3 separate regions of the Mus musculus genome follow, and all the other regions are linked to region 1. The links are chromatin contacts, called in public Hi-C maps. All regions are on one chromosome and are shown on one strand. The core of a region is the stretch at or near the end of the contact, and the rest is flanking DNA. Distances in the headings are between cores, read along the strand shown.

Region 1 (4,788 bases), core at 592-3,091:
CATCCCGGTGCGCGCCATGGCGGTGAGGGGAGAAGTAACAGACTGGCATAAGGCTGATAAAATGCGACAATGGGGAGGAGAGCCTGTTCTTGGTAAAAAGGGAAAGGAGAGGGTCACCAAAGTTCTCTTATGTCCTCTAGGGTGTCAACAGATTGCAGAGCAGTTGCTGTGTACTGTACAGATTTACAGCAAAGGACATGTCATGAGAAAGTTCCAGAAAGACTCTGAAGGAAAAGACTTTAGTGTATGTAAGATAGATATGGTCTGTTATGTTACCAGGTTTTGAAGCACATGTTCCATTCCTGTGTAATGTCGTTTGAACCTCAGCATGACTTATTATTCCATTTATGTAAGAAAGGAAGGGTTTGGGAGGGTAAAAATAACACCCCAAAATGAAGTAGCAAGGACCCTGATTTGACCTCTTGTAAATTAGTGACAAGAGGACATACCAGATGTCCTAGTAGAACACCAGCAAGGACACAGCCACACTAATGTGGAGATAGCAGTGAAGAGACACAATGCTGGGCCAGAGGGTTGGCTTGGGCCTGGAATGCCGACATTGGTCAAGGAAGGTAAGGTAGGGATGTTGCCTGGAGCATCCAGGGCTTAGATTTGAACTTCCGGTCAATTCAAGGAGACCTTGTTGGTTTCCAGGAGCTTGAAATGATCCACTACTAACTTCAGTATGAGGATAGAGAGTGAGCTAGAGGAGAACTCAGTAATGTGGCATACACCTCAGGCTTGGGAAGAGATACCGTAAATCATGTCCTCTTGCAGTTTGCTGGTTGGTAATTAGCTCGTACAGCTCTTCCGTGATTGTAAAATGTAACTGTGTGTTTTAGGGTCCCTCTTAGGTGATAAAACCCGGATGATTGAGCTGTCAAGAGATATGAATGCCTACATCAGGCCCTCTCCTACCAGTGGGACTCTAGGAGGAGTGACAAGGACCACAAATGAAGCCATTGTGTTGTGTGAAGGAGGGGGCTATGACATCATTCTTATTGAAACCGTCGGTGAGTGTAATACTCTACTTCATAAGAGTCATGTACTTTCATAATGAGTGCTATTTAAAGATGACTAACAACTGACTTCATTTAGTTCACTCAGCAGATATGAACTATAATTAGATACAAGGTATTGCCCCACAGACAATGTGAGTACATGGGCTATGTTCCCTTCTCACAAGAGCCTGCCATGAAAAAGGTGAAAGTGAGCCCCGAGTCTGCAGAGCTGATATCTAAGCTGACATGTTCCGTGTGCCAGAGGCTAGTAAGCACTTGAATGACCGTGGGAAGTCAATCACAGCAGCACAGCACGCATGGGATCCTGGTGCTGGCTATTCCTCCGTAGCACAGTCATGTGCAGGACATCAAACGAAAACCCCAGCACTTCACACTCTTGCGGAGAGACAACCTTTTGGTTTACTTTGTGATGAATGTATATGATAGAACCCAAACCAGTGTTTGGGGGAATCAGTGAAGACTTCCTGGAGGAGGGAGGGTGGGATTTGATGGTAGGGGGTGAAGCATATTTGCACAGACACAGTGAGCAAACATGACTCCTTCAGAGAGGTGCAGCTTGCCTGATCAGGCCACTCACGGCATTTCGGGCAGAGACACTTGCAACAGGGGCCAGGGGAAGGTTTTCCTTATGTGCCCTGCCAAAGAGTTTTCATTTTCTCTGAAAGGAGTAGGAAGCTAGAACAAGGGAAGCCACATGTACGTTTGGAGGGAACCCCACAGCAGAATGAAGAATGATTAGAACATTTAGAGTGGAAGTGGAAGGCAGTTAAACTATGCTGTCAATCAAAGAAGGGAAATGGTGACTGCTACATCAAGTAAACAGGACCAGAGAGGAGGAAGTAATTCAGAAGCATGGACAGTGAGCTGGAGGACTCATGGAAGAGAGGAGGAAGGGAGCTTTCCAGAGCGGCAGAGAGCACTGTGGAAGATGGCAGGGAGGAGAACACATTGCTGTGACATCCTTCTTAGGTGTCCACGTGACATTGTTTTAGGAGACTGGGTGATAAATACAGACCTAACAACATGGGTCATAGTTCCACACCAAGTTATAAATTTTGTTTACATTAAGTGAAGGAAAGTGGGGGATAAAAATAGAACGTAGCCATATTGGTTCACTAGGATTATTGTCATAAATAGGGGCTGAGCAGCTTAGACCACGCCCATGTGCCTCTCACAGCTCTGGAAGCTGAGGGTCCAGCACCAGCAGGGTTGCTTTGTGTGCTCTCCTCCCTTTTTTTGCAGATGGCTTCCTTGTTGTGCCCTCACATGGACGCTCTCAGGATTACACACCCTGGTGCCTTCCTTCCCTTTCGTTAGCACCCCATCCTCATGACCTCATGTAACTCTGTAGAGCCTCATTTCCATCTGAGTTCTACTGAGTGCTGGAATTTCCATGATGGATCTGAAGACAGGTCTAACAGCCACCATTTAAGATTGAATGGAGAGGAGTCAGAGAAGAGGGCAATATAAAAGCCAAGTGTGTTATCTCAGAGTTGTGTATGGCTGCTTGTCCTAGAGACTCATGATAACAGCGACTCAGATAAAAGAGGGTTGCTGTCTTGTAAGTGAAGAAGCCCTGGGGCAGGTGCTTGAGAACAAATCTAGTTCTACACCTTCAGTCCTCAGGATGCCTCCATCCTTCACATGTAGTCTGCCTCAAGGTTGCTCAGGACTGGAAGGTGACTGGTGGAACTCTGACTGTCCCACTGGGTGGCAGACAGAAGGAAGGAGAGGGAAGAGGCACACCCGGCTGACGTGCCTTCTTCAGATGACCTGCCTGCAGTCCCTCTCTGCCTACCTTTACTATCACTCTCTGCTCAGATGCCTGACAGGACACCTCACCATGTCGGTTTGACTTGGTACACTGAACTCTAGGGTGAGGAGAGAAAACAGACAGAAGTAGGCACCAGAAGTATCTGCAACAAATAGAGAGTTTCCAGGTGAGCGTTGAGCTGGGGGTGTGGATCAAAACATAGGCACTGAGCATCAAGTAAGGTTTTCCAGAAAATTGACCATATAGAGAAAGTGAGAGGTTCTGTGGTGGCTGAGTGAGGCTTCGGGAAAGTGGATGGAAGGGAGCTCTCTTTAGCATGACTGCTCCAAGGAAACTGCAAGTGGGTGACCTGGCGGAGGCTGGGATGGCATCTGTTCCTCCACGGAGGGAAGTACTTCCTTAGTCTCCTCTGTGATGTGGGTGCCCTGGTAACAGTGCATGAAAAATACTGAAGACACTTAGATCCTTCCCATCTGTCTGTCTGTCTGTCTGTCCTCTCTCTCTCTCTCTCTATGTGTGTGTGTGTGTGTATAAGTTTTGCCTGCATGTATGTCTGTGTGTTCCTGTTACCCACAGAGACCAGAAGAGGATGTTGGATCCCCTGGATCTAGAGTTGTGAGCCACTAACTAGGTAATGTAGGAACAGAGCTGGCTTTGCAAAAGCAGCAAGTGCCCTTGACCACGGAGCTTCCTCTCTGGCTCCCTCGGGGATGGCTGTTATGAGACCCTTCAGTGGTACTTGTCTGCAATTAAGAGGTCTCTCCAAGAATGTTTAAAGAGAAAAGAACTGGGAGTTTGCATAAAGGTGAAAAGTCGTAAAGAGATGAACATAGTGGCAAACGTGGTTTTAGACTAGAGCCCGTCTGTGTTCAAGCCACTTACTGATGAAAGAGACACCAAGAGAAAGCTTTACAAGCAGAGAGAATTGAAGTCTGGAGGGTCTCCATCCAAAGCATTGACCTGGTGAGAAGCGGGAGGGTGTGCTAGCAACTTAATCTAAATTCATGCTAATAGCCTTTGGGGACTAATTAGGAGTAGATAAGGTGATGACCATGAGGCCTCTGTAATGGCATTTGTGAAAGCAGGAGAGACTCCTGCGTCAGCATGCTTGCCCTGTCTCCCATATGATGCTGTCTGTGTAGATGCACTTGCATTTGCCACTCTGCAGATCCCTGAGCAAATGAGCTTTTGTCTTTATCAAGTCGTGGGTGCTGAGTTATAGCAACAGGTCATAAATCTATGACCATGAAGATGAGGAATTAAGTGAAATAGAATGTAAATGAGCCAGTAAATTGGAAAAAAGTAAAAACAGTATTTTAAATAAAGTTGTGATTTAAATTTCCAGGTGTAGGGCAGTCGGAGTTTGCTGTGGCTGACATGGTCGATATGTTTGTTTTATTGCTGCCACCAGCAGGAGGGGATGAACTGCAGGTAAGATTTTTGGTGCTTTGGTCCTCCCATAATTACCCCTGAAAGAACAAATGCGCAGTATAATATTATTGCAAATTAAGTTGAAGGTAGTATTTGAGTAACAGCATTCCCATTGGCTAGAGGCCATGAGGCCACAGGCTGTTTCTCTGTACATGTGGTTTGTTTTTCTCAACTAACAATAATAAAAGATGTGACTCTGAGCTACATATACAACTTAAACGTTTCCCTATACAGCACAGAAGTGACTGGAGTAAATAGAGGGCTTTGGTCCATAGAGACCACAGCATCATAGGTGTTTGTACAACGCCTGGCTCTGAAGTAATGCATGTGGTAGATACTGTTGGGTAGCATACATACTGTATAACAGTACAGCACTCTCCTCCTCTGTCATTCTATCAGTAGCCAGCCCAAGTCCTTCCCTTCCTTCACTTCAGACACCAGCTGGGTTTCCAGGTGATGGGTACTGCCAAGCTACAAAGCTGAAGGGTCCCACTTCTTCTCAGGTGCAATAATTCATGAGGATAACTCACAAAATTCAGGGAAATTCTACAATCAGGTTTA
Region 2 (4,825 bases), core at 945-3,444, 130 kb after region 1:
GTCACTGCATTGCAATTTGCAAACAAATCCTTTTCATTATCTGCTACACAGATTTAAGAATTTGGCTTTTATAGCTCTACTCATTCTCGGGGCATCTGAATAGTCTTTTTGAAGGCAAAAATGTAGCTGAAGGCCCCCACAGGAGCCACAGAGTGTCCCGAATGCTGCGTGTGAGAACGTATGTATTCGATCTACTCAGAGGACACACTCTCAGGCCACAGCCCTCAGAAGGTCATCTGTGCACTGGGTGCCGAGGGCTCCTGGGTATTGTCATCTTCTACCAGGTACAGACATGAGTGTCACAGTGACTCAAGCCACGCCCCGTCTTACCAGTGCAAGTGCATGCGATTGCCCAAAGTTTCATCTGCTGTGGTTTTAAAGGTACCTCAGGCCAGGTATCTGAACTGTATGTGAATTTTGTTTTAGAGAATTTACTGCCCCCCACCCCAACCCCTGTACAGCATGGACGCACATTGTTCTCTTACAGAAACCAACACTTTAACTTGTTTATTACTGATGTGTCTGAGAAGGGCTAAGTTGGACACCATTCTGACAAGGACTAATGAAAGACCTTTCTCTGCACATAGTACTGAATGGGATCGACAGTTCTCTTCTGAATACATCTACACTGACCACGGCCAGCTGGCAAGGCACAGCTGCGCTAGTCATGCATGCACAGCTTCTGCCCTTAGCAACATTAGGTGAAGACAATCCGTGGCTGTAAACCTTTCTCCCTCTAAGAAACAGCTTCCCAGCCTTGGCTAATCTCGGAAGCACCCGAAGAAAAGCTGCATGTGGTGTGGACGTTTCCAGATTGGCAGCACAGCAGGCAGGGGATGTGTGACTTCCATGTGCTCCCTTCCGAGCCAGCAGCTCAATGCTTTGGGAATGGCCTGCGAAGTGTGGCTTGTGTCTTCCTTACTTTTGAACTGCATCGATGAAGACCATGACCAAAAGCGACTTGGGCAGGAAAGGGTTTCATTTCACCTTACAGCTTGCAGTCTTTCATTCAGGGGAGCTGGGGCGGGAACTGAAGCAGATGCCATGAGGAGCCCTGCTTGTTCTGTGACCCATGAGAGCTCGACGTACTTTCTTATACCACCCTGGACCACATGCCCAGGGAGGGCACTGCCCTCAGTGAGCTGGGTACTCCTATATCAACCACAGTCAAGAAAATGCCCACACAGTCTTGCCTACAGCCAGCCCGCTGGAGGCACTGCCTTCAAGTCAGCCCGATGGAGGCACTGCCTACAGCCAGCCCAATGAAGGCATTTTCTCAGATTAGGTTCTTCCCAGATAACTGTAGCTTGTGCCAAGTTGACAACAACCAACCAGGGACAGGTGGTAAGGCTGAAATCTACTGCCACTGTCCTCCTCACTGTCAAATCTGAGGTGAATGTGCACTTCCACTGACGGCCTCTCCACGTGCACATAGCACTGCCATCTAAGTAAGCCAAGTGGCCGACAGAGGTAGACATGATGTTTTAAGCCCCATGAATTCCCACAGACCAGTATGTGCACACAAGCAGCCCGATGAGAAATGGGACATTGCAGCTTCCTAAATGATCTTCTCTGCTCCTCCTAGTCAACACCACAACCCACCTTTGTGACTTTCAAGAATAACGGTTGTAATTTCTCCCCTCCCAGCAATCAGTGAGGGGAGAAGGCTCCCACCAACCCCTGCACCACAAGTAGACTCTGAATTCACCTAGATCAACTCCTTTGAACAGAAGGGAACCAGGGTTAGCTAGTGCCACAGCACCCTTGATTATCCAGGGTTAGCCAGTGTCACAGCACCCTTGATTATCCAGGGTTAGCTAGTGTCACAGCACCCTTGATTATCCAGGGTTAGCCAGTGTCACAGCACCCTTGATTATCCAGGGTTAGCCAGTGTCACAGCACCCTTGATTATCCAGGGTTAGCCAGTGTCACAGCACCCTTGATTACGGCAGAACTCTGAGCTGAACAAGATCTAGGAGGAGCCTGGAGACCTTCTAACTTCTTCCTACTGGAAACTGGGCTGGGGATAGCCCTAGTTTTGCTGAACCCTGGCCCACAGCATTTCCTTTTGCCCTCTGAGCAGATTTCAGTAGTTCTGTCAACACGCTTTAAACAGAAATGTAGGGCACAATTTTAGAAAACCACTTCCTCAAACCAGGAGAGGCATTCAAATTTGTGGAAGTTGGAGTTTCATTCTAGAAGGCTTGCCTAGCGTGCATGAGGCTCCAGGCTCAACCACTGGTATCAGACAATAAGCAGTAGTGGTATCGGCAATAGTAGTAGCAGTAACAAAGTGATGACCTAAGTCCCAAATGGAAGACACATTGCAAATGACTACAGCATTACTAGGCACTTAAAGCAAAGAGGGAAGATGGAGATGGAAGAAGATGAAACTAGAGTTCTACTGACAACAGTAAGAGCTCACATCAGTTCCTCCAAGTATCTTAATAGCGTTCTACATTTAGTTCTGCCTGGGCACAGGACATCCTTCACACGTGCGGTGCTGAAACTGGGGCAGGGAGGTGAACTCCTCTGTTTCCTGGCTCCCACATGGCTACACATCTGGCTTTGGATTCTTGCACTGACTCAGCAACTCCATCACTGGAATGAACTGTATAGTCTCTGAGCCTCCACCAATCACCTGTATGGCGGTGATAATCCCCACGTCTCAGCGAGCTGCTCCCACAGCCAGGTGCGAGGAGACATCACCCACACCTGGCAGAGGAGATCCTTGATATCCATTGCTTTCTCTGTACAGGAAGAATCTGTTTCATCAAAACGTTTTTTTTTAAGAGGGTCTTGCCAGTACCCCATGTTCTGCTATTTGTCTATGACTTGGCCAAATCTAAAGAGTCTACTTCATTTGAGAAGGCTGAGGACATTCTCTGCTAGAACCCAGGGCACACTTGTATTTCTGTCTGTCCTCTGCCTCCCTCTGTCTCCTGGAATCACATGAGGTTTGAAAATGCAGAGGAATGGGGCACATAGCTTAGAGTGTATCTTTTCAACCAACTGTCTCAAGGAACCCTTCAGATCTGGCCAGCAGCGTGTTAGGCAGGGTGACTTGCAGGTGGTACTGCCATGCAATGTCCTAGAGTTTAGAAAGTGTTAACAGCTTCCTGAGCCTGTGACAAAATAGCTAAGAGAAACGTGTTATAGAGAGGAGAGATCTATTTTGTCCATGTTTCGTTGGTGCTGTCATTTTGGTCCTCCAGTGAGATAGACAGAGAGCATCACGGTGAGAAACAGCTGCTCTCCTCATAGGGGTGGGGGACCGGGAAGACTAGGGCAGGGATCCAATAGTGAACCAATGTCCTTCTTGTAGCGTCACTTCAGTCGCTGAAGTTCTCACCACCTCTCAAGAGTGCCATCAACTGGAAACTAAATCTTCAACACATGGTGCTTTGGGGGGCATGTAAGAGACAAAGCACAACAGTACATGACCTTATAGACCGCTTAACTTGGATTGACAGCAGGTAGGGAGCAGAGAACGGATCCAGAATTGGATGGGGGGTGGGCAATTGATCAATCGCTCTCTCTTTTCTCTTCCTCTCATCTCTCCCTCCCTCTTTTTTATTTGTCTGTGTTGCTGTGTTCTCTGTGTGGTGTAGCATGTGTGTGCCCAGTGTGTGTGCATGTGTATGCAGGTGTGTAGGCATATGTGTGCACATGTATGTGGAGGTCAGAACTTGGCATCCTGTATTTCCCTCTCTTGCGCCCCATCTTATTTGTTTGTTTGTTTGTTTAGAGGTGGTGGTAGCAGCTGTAGCGGCAATGGTCTTCACTGAGCCTAGCGCTCACTGGCTAGAATGGCTGGTCAACGAATTCTGGGGATCTGCTCCACGGCTACAGGACCGGGATTATAGACCCATGCCACCGCACCCAGCTTTTATGTGGGTGTTGAAGATCAGAACCCAAGTCCAGGTTCATGTGTAGGCACACTGATGACACCGTTTCTCCAAAGCCAGCAGCTGATTTCTAAAACAATCTTTTCACTAAACGTCCGGTTCTGCCTGTCACACCAAGCTAGGAGGAAACTGAATTTCCCCACGGCTGACACAGAAACGCATCTTTTTGGAAGGGCGCTGCTAATGTTCTTTACTCTTTCCCTTCTTACAGATGTAGAACAAATAACAACAAAATGGTTTTTTACTGTGAGAGAGAATGGGGGGAGGGAGGAATTTACGAATGTTTTACATCATCTGACTCCAGGCTCCATCTGAAATAACAAACAGAAGCACGAGAGACTCCAACGCCTCGGATGAGTCCCACGGAGACCCACATTTCCCTTCACACCCACTCTGGCTGTGTTTCTGGTTTTTGGCTTGATGCAGAGCAAACCCTGCTGCGATTTCAAAATCATAATAACTCAGAATTGAAGCACCACATTGTTTCCAGGCAATCCCGAGGCGTTTCCTTAATGGCCCCTGCCCACTGCAAGATGCCGGGAAAACACCAGAGGCAGGTACCACCTTGATGGTTTCCCCTGGAAAACGCCTCGCCTGAGTCTTCCCTCTGTTAATGTACATCTCTCACGACTTTAGGCATTCGATATTAGACAAAGTCCATTGTTACACACACCTGAGATTTCTATCTCACACCTCACAGGAAAGCCCCTTCACACCTCTGTACAAACACCACTCGAAGCCCTACCACTCATGGTACATCCACACATGGCATTAGGGGATCCCATGTTCCCATGCCACTCTGACAGAAAGTGACAATGACCTTTATCTCATGATCATTAAGGATCCCTGATGTTACCTCAGTCGAAGATGCTCACAGCAAGTGAGAATGTCAGGTCTGGTTCTCAGGGAAGTCGCTT
Region 3 (5,059 bases), core at 1,427-3,926, 240 kb after region 1:
CAGGGCAGGCTGCAGCTGCCCGACTGCACTGCACACCACGGGAGGGGCGGCGTTCCAGCCGTCTCAGCCGAAACTGATAAATCCCTTCTCTTCTCCCACCCTCCCTCTAACCCCGCCAACATTTTTTTTTAAGCAGGGGGAGAAGAGAAGAAAGGGAAATGACCAAGTAACCTCACCGCCCTGGTTTTCGCATACAAGCTCATCAGCTCCCAAAGTTGCCATCTAAGGGCAAGTTCGCAGAGAACACTGAAGCCCATTTTGTGCGAGCAGGGCAAGCCTCCCGCGGTGGCGCCCGCCCGGGACAGCAGCCCCCCCCCCCCCCCCCGCCTCGCTGCCCACGCGCGTCCGAGCAAGAGGGAAGCCCGGCCCGGCCATGTGCACGCACACTTCCACCAACTGCTGCGAGTTTTCTGTGAATCGCAGCGCGGAGCCTCCCGCCTCGCCCGCCCCGACTGCGCCTCCTTCTCCTCCTCGCACAAAATTTTCCTACACTCGCAGCCGCCTGCGAGTGATTTTATGTGCATATATATTACATATGTGATATTATCCTCAGAACCTCTAGCGGGCAGGCGAAGAAAGGACTGCACGGGGGCATTTTTTTTTTTCCTCCCTAAAGGAAGGGGAAAAAAAGCATAACCCTAGCCCTGTGCGTCGACTCCTTGCATACCGGGAAGGGGGAAGAAAAGAGGAATGTTTGCGGAGCAGACTGCCCGCGCGTGCCCTTGCTCGCCACTCCGGGTGCCACCGCGCCCGCCCGGGCCACAGCAGCCCTGCGGACCCCTCGCGTGGGCACCGCCGCGGAGATTTCGCGAAGGAGAGATCGATCGCGCTCGCCCGTCTGCGGCGGAAACACACACGCTCACACATAACCCGAGACACCATAACCTTAACCCTTCCCCCACCCTCCGTGAACTTCAGGTGACCGACCACGTCGGCCTGACACCCGCGCGGGCAGGCGCTCCGGCTCCGCTCCCGCCCCCAGCCCGGGTTTTGCAGGATCGGGCTCCGAGCAGCGCCAAGCCGCCCCGGAGAGGGGAGCTGAGCAGGGGGGGGGCGGGAGGGGGGAAGAGGAGAAACTGACCCTCCGTCTCCCCCGACCCCTCCCTCCGGCGCCTCCCGCGTCCCCTCCTCCCGCCACCCCGCCCCACGCCTTCTCCCCTGCCCCCTCTCCCCTGCATTCAAGGAGCCCGGCGGCCCCGGGGGGGATATTTTTAGTTGCTTCTTTCTCCTTCACTTTTAGCTTCAGCAGCATCTCGGAACACTCCGAGCGGAGAGCTTGTGGGGGGACGAGGGGGGAGCCCGAGAGGGAGTGGGGGAAAAGTTAAGAGTCTCGCAAAGAAAAGCGGGAGGGCGGCGCGGAGGGACCCGAGGCGCGGGTGGAGGAGGGGACGGGGACCCGGCCGCGCAGCCCGGCGCGAGTCTCCAGTTGGCGTGTGTGGCTAGGGCCAGGAGGGCTGGGATGCACTTTAGTCACGGACTCTGCTCGGGCTGGCGGGGCAGGGGGGTCTGCGAGCCCGCGTCGCCCCGGCTCTGTCTGCTCCGCCTGACCCCGCATTTTATTGCGGCCGGGAGCCCTGCTCCGCCCTCCCCTCGGCTCTGCAGGGACCTCGCGCGCCGCGCGCCGCCCTGGCTGCCTCGCCTCAGCCTCGGCGCGGCTCCCGCACCCCACATCCGCTCGGCTGCCCGGCCTCGCCCCCCGATCGGCCACCCGCGCCCCCCGGCGCCCCCACACCCTCCTCGACCGCCCCTGCCTTCCCCTCCGCCACCGCCTCCACCTCCGCCTCCAGCTCCAGCTGCCCGCGGCTCCGGGGCCGACCCACCCCGGCGCAACCTTTAGCCGGAGACCGACCTCTCCGGTCCCCAGCCCGGCGGGCGGCCGCGCGCCCTCGCCCCGACACCCCCAATCGCCATGTCACGGCCTCGGCCCTGCGCGCGCCCCAACCCCGCACCCTTGTGCACCGGGATCCACACGGAATTTCTTTTTTTTTTCCAAGATTGCAACCTCTCCCACCTCCCCCCACCCGCGACAAAAACCCGGCATCCACACTACTCCCCTCCTCCCTCCTCTCGCCCCCTCCCCCGCAAACCGGAGTGAGGAGGGGGAGGGAAAGGGGGGAAAAGCCCGATCCCAAGGAAAAAAAAGAGGGGGTCGAGAGAAAGAAAGAAAAAGAGAGAGAGAATAGAAAGGGCACGGGGCTGATCATCACCAACATGGCTGCCTCGGCATAGACCTAAACGAGGAGTAACCCGGGCTGTGTCTTTGTCAGTTTCACCTCTGTAACCCTAAACTAATGCAGAAAACAACGGCGGAGGCTGCGGAGGGGAAAGAGGAGAGGGAGGGCGAGAAAATGGCACGAGAGGAGGTGGAGAAGGGATGACTTACGTGAGGGAAGGCGCTTGGGCTGCTCCTGCTTCCTCCTGGGCATTTTCCCCCTTTTCTCACATTCTCCTCCTTGGTTAATGTGAGATCAAATAAACCCCCGTGGGGGCAGACAGGCAGACACTGGCAGGAGCGGGGAGGTAGTTGGGGGGCGGGCAGGGGGAAACCCCTTCTCTCCGGTGTGTGCAATGGGTTGAAGCTTGTTTCCTGGAGCCAGAAGAGGGGTTTTCTTCTTTCCTTTCTTTCTTTCTTTCTTTCTTTTTTTTTCCTTTTTTTTTTTTTTTTTTAATTTTTTGGTCGTGCACCTGGCTTGTCCCCGAGCGTAATATTCTTCAATGGAAACGGATCTAATAGGTGTGAGTGTGTGTGTGTCCTGTGCTCGCGTGTGATGGGAGGTATAAATAAATGAGCGCCGGTGCGGCGGTGTCTATGGCCGCGCGCTGTGTCTCCGAGCCCCTAACACTAATGTCGGGATCAAAGGGCAGCGGCGGCGGCAGCACAGCTCGCAGCTCGCTCTCTCGCTCTCCTCTCGCGCTCTCTCTCTGTCACACACACACACTCACACACACACACAGAGGCACAGACTGAGGGAAAGAGCGAGAGCTAGACACACGCGCGCGCGCATACACACACACACACACACACACACACACACACATACACACACTCAGCAAAGAGGAAGGTGCCCTAAGGCTCTCAGGGCGGACTCAGCCTAGCATTTACAACTGCTCTGTCTGGAAAGCATGGGGGGCGCGCGTGCGGGGGTGGGATGGACTTCTTCGAATTTATCCCGCTAGTCGCCCAATCAAGGGGGGTGGTGGAAAAGTGCCCCCCCCCGCTCTTGAAACATTATTTTACAGATTTTTTTTTAAGGAAATAGGTTGCACTAACCACTTTCTTTTGTGTATTAAACTACGTTTGGTTCTGTATAAAATTCCCCAGGCTTTTGTAACTGAAAGACTGACTCTCTCACCCCATCACCTTGAGTCTGGACGTTACAGACTCTCACATACTCCCTTAAAACAGCCTAATGGAAATAAATCTTTTTTAAAAAAAAAAAAAATGAAAAGATAGCATAGGGTGGGATCAGTGGATGGGTGGCATGGATACCCAATTTTAGAGGGTCCGGTGGAGTTAACACTTGAAAATTCAGCCAAAACTAAAATTACAGGTTCTTGATAAAGAGGGAAAATAAGATTAGGTCACCCCCCGCCCCCCAGGGTTGACTCAACTGCCACGGGTCTATTCCTACAGTGCACACAGTGATCTTGACTTCTGTGATTCACTCCCTGCCTCCCCCCCCACCTCCCCAGAACACAGGTAACTGAGCCTTACCCTGAAGCAATTCTAGTGTGTAGTTTGAGCTCATACAGCAGTCTTCATTAAGCCATATACTTTCATTACTTTAGAAATCACACATCTTGCTTCAAAGAGACACATAAAGAGGGAAAACAGAAAAGGATGCGTCGCCTCACAAAAGGTACTCAGTGAAGGGAACGGGTCTCTCTCTCTCTCTCTGACTGTAAGCCATGTGGATACAAGTTCACTGGGAGGTTGTTAATGATTTAAAACTCCAAAATCTGCTACTATAATTGAAGTAAAAAAAAAAAAAAATTTGGTCTGAAGAAGAGCTGTTTCATAAAACTCTTTGTAAGGGGAAACTTTGAACTTGGTGGAATACATTATATGTCATGAGTCAGAGCTAAAAAATAAAAAGGTGCATTATTTAAACATCTTCCCTTTTGAGGTTTAAAAAATCGACTCATCATCTTATTATGTTAAATATTTTCCTACCAATTTTTTAATAGATGTTTTCATCAGAAGGTGGAGCATAGTGAAGACACAAAAGTTTAAAATGGCATTCCATCAGGTGACATGAGTGACTAATGAGACTTAGAAGTCTCCAGTGGTGTTAAAGAGAGCCACTGGGGTTAGGTTTGGTTACATTTCCTTTAAATGACAATAGCTTTATACTGTTTTCACTAGGAAACTGTAAAGGAGACTGTGTCTCCCAAAAGATGGCTTTCATTAATAGTGAATTCTCAAGATGAACCCCTTCTTGCTGATACCTACCAACATACTTGGCACTCCAAGGTTGCAATGCTATTTGAAGCAGGTTTAAATGCCTTCTGAAACAGTGCAATATCCAAACTGGAACATCAACCTTAAACCAATTCCAAAATACAAAAAAAAAATTGTTTTTAAATGATAGTTAAAATCAGGCATGGTGACCAGTGCCTTTGATCCCAGCACTGGTGAGGCAGAGGCAGGCAGGTCCCCATTGGAGGCCAGCCTGGTCTACAAAGCAAGCTCCAAACTAGCCAGGGCTACGAGTGAGACTCCTTCTCAAAATAAGAAAAACTAGCAAACAAAAAGAGGCAGTTAAATTGTCCCTGTGTAATGATCTGAGATAGATTGTTCACTCCGATCAAGACCAGTCTGCCGTGCCTTGGACTGTGTGTGCATGAGGTTTGAAGCACGTCTGTTCCAGGCAGACTGCTGTGGGCTTGTCGTGCCTAAGGAGAGATAAACACATTGATCATGAGACCGACCACAGCTTTCTCAGAACTTTTACCTAGGACATCAGGATCACAACTCCAAATGGACACAGCACCACCTTTTCCTGAAACTGCAGTGACCGTTCACAGTACTTAGTACACTGTAATTGAAAACACACTT

What was found. A called contact is a pair of places that touch in the nucleus more often than the background predicts.
Region 2: a contact with region 1 is called in a Hi-C map of bone marrow-derived macrophages, with 1.8 times the contacts expected there. The contact joins two enhancer-like sites. A contact is called at or near these places in 6 of 484 Hi-C or Micro-C datasets (the AML12 cell line, Th1 cells, bone marrow-derived macrophages and 2 more), 2 of 115 datasets of contacts at active chromatin or transcription factors (CD8 T cells and bone marrow-derived dendritic cells) and 1 of 9 other capture datasets (bone marrow-derived macrophages).
Region 3: a Hi-C map of bone marrow-derived macrophages shows a contact between it and region 1, with 21 read pairs. The contact joins the promoter of Zfp827 here to the enhancer-like site in region 1. A contact is called at or near these places in 1 of 39 promoter capture datasets (the SN4741 cell line), 16 of 484 Hi-C or Micro-C datasets (CD4 T cells, CD8 T cells, CD8 central memory T cells and 12 more), 13 of 115 datasets of contacts at active chromatin or transcription factors (bone marrow-derived dendritic cells, craniofacial prominence, embryonic forebrain and 8 more) and 1 of 9 other capture datasets (adipose tissue).

The regions. Positions count from the first base shown.
Region 1 is chr8:79,270,329-79,275,116 of GRCm38.p6, reverse strand. It overlaps Mmaa (methylmalonic aciduria (cobalamin deficiency) type A), which reads left to right. Exons shown (of 7, transcript NM_133823.5): 4 at 843-1,013; 5 at 4,142-4,227. Among named protein-coding and RNA genes, the nearest start is that of Mmaa, 22 kb to the left of the region's middle. Within about 2 kb of position 1,841, at least 5 of the 459 cell types and tissues checked have an H3K27ac peak or open chromatin away from gene starts, as enhancers often do. A contact at or near this core is called in bone marrow-derived macrophages, where this site is marked.
Region 2 is chr8:79,141,275-79,146,099 of GRCm38.p6, reverse strand. The region is part of intron 8 of Zfp827 (zinc finger protein 827); the gene reads right to left. Among named protein-coding and RNA genes, the nearest start is that of Gm30271, 58 kb to the left of the region's middle. Within about 2 kb of position 2,194, at least 36 of the 459 cell types and tissues checked have an H3K27ac peak or open chromatin away from gene starts, as enhancers often do. A contact at or near this core is called in bone marrow-derived macrophages, where this site is marked.
Region 3 is chr8:79,026,054-79,031,112 of GRCm38.p6, reverse strand. It overlaps Zfp827 (zinc finger protein 827), which reads right to left and starts at 2,676. Exons shown (of 15, transcript NM_178267.3): 1 at 2,384-2,676. The coding sequence starts at 2,426.